Regions from separate parts of the Zea mays genome. Here region 1 is linked to region 2. A link is a contact called in public Hi-C data. All regions are on one chromosome and are shown on one strand. The core of a region is the stretch at or near the end of the contact, and the rest is flanking DNA. Distances in the headings are between cores, read along the strand shown.

Evidence for each region. Hi-C and Micro-C count contacts between places; a contact is called where the count stands out from the background.
Region 1: a Hi-C map of tassel shows a contact between it and region 2, with 3 times the contacts expected there. The contact joins the promoter of LOC542591 here to the enhancer-like site in region 2. A contact is called at or near these places in 4 of 25 Hi-C or Micro-C datasets (ear, leaf and tassel).

Annotation. Positions count from the first base shown.
Region 1 is chr6:92,122,331-92,125,214 of Zm-B73-REFERENCE-NAM-5.0, forward strand. It overlaps LOC542591 (terminal acidic SANT 1), which reads left to right and starts at 1,429. Exons shown (of 5, transcript NM_001112127.1): 1 at 1,429-2,108; 2 at 2,662-2,884. The coding sequence starts at 1,481.
Region 2 is chr6:91,811,580-91,814,474 of Zm-B73-REFERENCE-NAM-5.0, forward strand. It overlaps LOC100280338, which reads left to right. Exons shown (of 41, transcript NM_001362453.1): 41 at 81-630. The coding sequence ends at 329. Among protein-coding and RNA genes, the nearest start is that of LOC100280338, 18 kb to the left of the region's middle. Within about 2 kb of position 1,277, at least 17 of the 20 cell types and tissues checked have an H3K27ac peak or open chromatin away from gene starts, as enhancers often do. A contact at or near this core is called in ear, leaf and tassel, where this site is marked.

The sequences.
Region 1 (2,884 bases), core at 179-2,678, 310 kb after region 2:
TAAAAATGGGTGTGACAAATAAAATCTCCCTATTCATTTTATTTTTCAAGGCATTTTGAGATTTTTTTAGCTTTCTACAAATCTTCAGTTGAACATGGAAGGGCTCTGCTTACCTTCTACCAAGGGCTATCAAGCCTTCGGTCGGGACAGAGCGGGGCAGGCGACACAAGCGGGTGTGGCGCGGGCGGCGCCGGTGGAGCGTGGTTGGCGGCGTGAAGCGGCGGTAGGGCGGTTAGAGAAAGGAAAAGGAGACAATAGAGAAAGGAGACGATGCTCGCATATAAATCTTAGCTCGACGTCAAGATCTGTGGCGCTGAACTAGGGTGCCACGTGGGTTGTCCCGTTAGCCCTGTCTGTCACCGCAGCAACTATCTCAGCGTCATAGATTATGGCGATGAGATGTGTTGCCTCGGCGCTACGATCATAGCGCCAAACATAAGGTCTAAAAACAACTTAATGGGTCTAAACGTATTTTTTTAAAAATGGCTAAAATACAAAAAAATATCAGACCATATGGAGGCCACTATAGGTGTACATTTGAGCCGGGCCTGATGGGCCGTCCCGAAGCACGGCCCATGTATGGCACGACCCGAAATAATTTAGTGTCGGGCTGGCACGGCCCGTTATATCGGGCCGGGTTTGGGCCGAGGTCACGGCCCATGGGCGGGCACGAGCACGACCCGTTTAAGGCAGACACGAAATGGCCCATATAGAGGCACGAAAAGGCCCATATATTTATTAAAACCACACTTTATTCCACACTTTCATATACTTGATAAAGAACACAAAGCTAGAGATAATGTTAGTTAGATGTTTTTTGTAGCTTTGAATTAGAGTGTGTGATGTAATTTTACTTTTGTTATGAATATTAGACAATAAACTGAACTTATGAACTTTGTATAGAGCTGATTATACTCTTTTTCCTTCTAACAAAATGATTTATAAACGAGGTTGTCATTGCATAGCTATGGTAACTTTAATACAAATATTAAGTTTGATTTTGTTTAAATTTATTTGTCTTATCTTTTATTTGTTTTATTATTTTTTTGAATTTAGGGCTCTAATGTGAATTTTGGGCCAAAAACTGAATTTCGGACCAAAAATTGAATTTCGGGCTCTAATGTAAATTTCGGGTCGTTCGAAATGAGTCCAACACATTTAAGTAATTATGGGCTGGATCACGGGACGAGGGCTAGACCTATGGGCTGGCCCGATATAGCCCGAATTTCAAACGAGTCAGGCTAACCCGAAATTCAAATAATACAGATCTTTTTGGGCTTGAGTCGGGTCGGGCGGGCGGGCGGCCGGAATGTACACTTGTAGAGGCCACCCTGCGAGACGAGCCCAGCCTACCACTACCACTCTCGATTACCAGCCCTCTCGCCTTCTCCGCTCCTCCGTCGTCGCCGAACCCCATGGCCCCAAAACCCTAAACTGAGCCCGCCGCTGCTTCTCCAGTCCGCACGAAGCGCCCCACAAAATGCCGCGGCTGACGCCGGCGCACGCCACCCTCATCCTGGACCACGTCCTGGGCGATCCCTCGATCCCCACCGCAGTCACCATCGCGTTAATCGCTGGGATCCCCTCTCCCTCCGATCCGACCCCGCGCCTCCGCCGCGGGGTCCTTCTCCGCCGCCTCGCCACCGACCCCGTATCCGAATCCTCTCTCGAAACCCTCCACCTCCTGGCCTCGCTCCCGGCCTGCGCCTCCCCCATCGCAGCCGCCCACATCGCCGTCGCGGCATTCCTCGCGGCCTCCGCGCCCGACTTCGACGCCGTCGCCAGGGCTCTCTTCGCGCGCCCCGACGGCCGCGCGCGCCAAGCGGTCCACGGCGGAAGTTCCCCCGCGCTCGCATCCGACGATGCCATCGCCACAGTAGACCAGTTCGAGGCTGCCGTCGGGATGTCCTCCTCTCAGACCATCCTCAGGGTCCTGTGGGGCAACCGGGCCGCCGTGGAGGAGCGGGTCCAGGAGCTCCTCGCTGCTGAATGGGCCGCGATTGGCCCGTCGCGGCTCGAGGCGTTGGCTATGCGGATCGTCGGGGATGGGGCCGTCGATACATGGGGTGCCGCAGATGAGGCCATGCGTGCCAATTTGCGCATCTTGGGTGAGGACCCATTTTTTGGGTGGATTTTGCAGCAGCGTTGTGATCAAGAAACTAGTGTGTAGTGGGACTTTTCTGTATTTTTGTGATATAGTAAAAATGAGAAGGAATTTAGAGGTCATATTTTATCTTGGCTCTATGAAGCAACCATGGGTTGAAGCTATCCCAAACAGACCTTATATTTTGACTGTACTCCATCCTTGCTAATTTTGCTGCTTTTAGTTTCTTGTTTATCATATATCAAACTACATGATTTCAATCTTGTGAATACTTTTGATGGCACCACTGCAATATTTTAATGGGTTCATATCTTTGATGATGCTTTCAGTTAGTTTAGGATCCTCTTGTATGCCTGCATCTATGCTTCTTATTGATTTTGCAATTCTATGCATCCTTGTAGAGCATTTTGAGTTTCATCTCTTTGGGACAGCTCTAGGTCTAAATGTGCATTGTTAGCTGCTAGATGTTTTATGTTTTCTAATTTGCTATGATTCTGGTGTCCGCAAGGTCGCGGACTTCGTAGCCTATAATTGATTATATGATATGAAACTTACAGCTGGGGAAGCAAAAACGCGCGAGATTCTCGACAAACTTGAAAAAACTACCTGCAACACAAATCCAATTTCAACACCAGCTGTTGAGAAGGTGATGGATGCGCTCAAAGCAAGCTGTGCTGACCTCCACAGCATTGTGGAGGATCCCCTTCCAGCTGCAAAGGCAGTTGCAGATGAGTTATTGACTGCGAGGATGGAAAAATTAGTTAGCCTGAATGCCCAAGA
Region 2 (2,895 bases), core at 27-2,526:
CTGAACTGAACATACATTCTTGTATTGGTCGTCCCTTTTGGTTGGTGGGTGATCGACGTGATCTTTGACCTGTGTTGCAGATTGCCCAAGCGATCCGGCCTGTGATCCACAAGACTGGGCTCTGGGGCTCGATCAAGGCTCTTGCCCGGGGCTACGAGATCCTGATGGGACTTCTCCTGTTCACGCCCATCGCCTTCCTCGCCTGGTTCCCGTTCGTGTCGGAATTCCAGACCAGGATGCTGTTCAACCAGGCGTTCAGCAGAGGTCTGCAGATCTCCCGTATCCTGGGAGGACACAAGAAAGACCGAGGGACCCGGAACAAAGAATAGGGCTGGGCTGCTGCTGATTCAAGGTTTGTGTGCGCCACTAGTATTTATGTGTGAATGGGTGGGTAGCATATGGCTCGAGAGTATCTCCTGAATGGAGATTGATTGATCCTGAAGAGTAGAAGAGACTCGAGTGATGTAAGATGCTGCAGGCTTGTTGCTTTGTTACCTAGGCGTTAGGCAGAACAGATGTTTTCAGGATCTCTGGCCTGTTAACCACATCTTCCCCTGTTCAGAGTGAATTAATTCCTAATGGAAACTGATTTGTGAATTACTTCCTAATAGAGGAGTGCTTCCAAACTGATTTCATGTGTGTGCTGTGATATTGTTTAGCATATAGTATTTTAAATGTAGCTTTGAATTTTCATTCTTTCGCAACAAAAAATGAATAGGACAAGCTGGTCAAACTTGAAAAAAAAAGTTAAACGGGTTATAATTTGGGACGGAGGGAGTATGATTTGAGAACCTCATCAAATAGTCTTGCCATCCAAAAATAGTAATCGTACTAGGATTTTAATCAATTTTTATAAAATTTTATATCATAAAAAACACCTCTAAAATGGTATCAATTTTTAGCTACCGACTTTATATAAGAGAGTTTAGTGGTCTAAATTCTAGTTTGTATGGTTTTTTTAATCATCGAATACGATTGACATTCTTAGACGATGCAAACATTTATGAAGCAATTTTGGCAAAAAAAAGTGCAAAACCAGTTTGGAACCGCTTTAAGTCTTGACAGGGAGATGATTTGAACAAATTTAAGAGCTCAGGCGGTGAGGTGTCTGATTTTTTAGAGTCCGAGAAGAAGAAGAAAAGAGACTACTAATGTTTAAGAATACATAATAAGAAAGAAAAAATGATTAACAAATTGAAGGTTTGACATGTGTCCCGTGCCAGTTGTACAGTAGGATGTGGTGGCTAATTTGGGCTCGTGGGTGGGCCTGGCCTTTAAAGTGCGAGTTGGGCCGCTAGCTAACTAACTTTAGCTTCAGCGCATGCGAAAAGGTCTTCGATGACGAGTTCATCAAAGATGGCACGCTCAATCTGCCTCCCAACAGCGTGAACGTCGTGGTGCAGCACCTCCGCCCACATGCACCTCCGGACCTCATACGCCGCCATGCCTTAGTATCGTCTGCACTCCATTGTCACACCCGATTTTGAAGGCAAAACCGAATGTATAACATATATATGTCAGGATCAATTTTTACATATATGTTGACGTTACAAGTGTAATATATTAAAAGACAATACAATAAAGACGTAATGAGAGTAGAGTAACTTTATTACATCATACAGACATAAGTGTCTTAAATAGTATCATCATCAAAGTACAACAGATAAAACATGGACGGTCTTCCACAGGAAGATGACTGCGCGCTTCGTTAGACTTAGTACTCGTCAACATTATTTGTAAACTCTTCTTCATCTCTCTGATCAAAATATTAGCAAGGGATTAGCTCACTTATGGTCGGGGCTCAGCAAGTGGGAGGAGTAATGCATTTTTAACAAGGTAGGCTATGGATAAGCGGTAAGCATTTTCGTTGATCCATATTTTATTAACAACGCCTGACTTACTAATTGTAAGTGTATCCCAAAATATCTCAATTAAACATAAGCATATGATTATATCAAAAACACTCAAGTGAAACCACTTAAACAAACCATTTATAAATCAACGGATCACGATTTATTTTCCATCTTTAAATTCAATTATCATGTGAGGGTCCAGGTTGCTCTTAACTGTGAGCACAACTGACATATCAGTTTTACACTCTGCAGAGGTGGTACAACTTTACCCACAAGCCATATATCCCCTCTAGCCTGGGTTGCACGGACCCGTAAACATTGTCGAGGTGAATGACTAGGGATCCATTATGAGGTTTTCACAAAATATTCTTAGTACAAAGCCACCCGCTAAGGTTTCCACGTCAGTATTAATGGCCATCTGGGCGAGTTAACTTAGCCAAGACTACCACCCCATGTTAACATGAGCTGCCACCAAACCACTATCGCCCCCTCTTGCTCATCTTTTAGGTGGGGTTGCTAAGCACTAAGTCTATAGACCTAATTACCAAAGCCAAAGCTATTATAGCACTCGTGGTTGCACTGTTATCCTGGGTGGTCAATCCATGTTCCATTTAATATGAAATGATCTTGTTTAACCATCGGGTTAACATCATAAAACAAATTTCATCTACTGAACAATAATATCATTAAAGAGTGACATCATAATTATCAAGTTGAGCAATAGCACAAATTGCTAAGCATAGTATTTATCCCAAGGTAATCAAGGAATAGGGTTGGTATTTCTAGGAAATCCTATTTAGGCAAATCCCATCAAATTATGCAAATATCCGAAAAGTAAACATTATTGTATGCATTACTTGGGTACAAACAGAAATGCAGAGGGAGAATTCACTTGCCTTGCTCGAACGTGTCCTGCGGGTCGTCTTCGAACGTGTTTGGATCTTCTACCACACAGTCGACTTCTAATATCGATTCGCATATCGTACATACAAAAGAAAACATACACCATATAAATAAACATACACCATTACATGGGTATCAT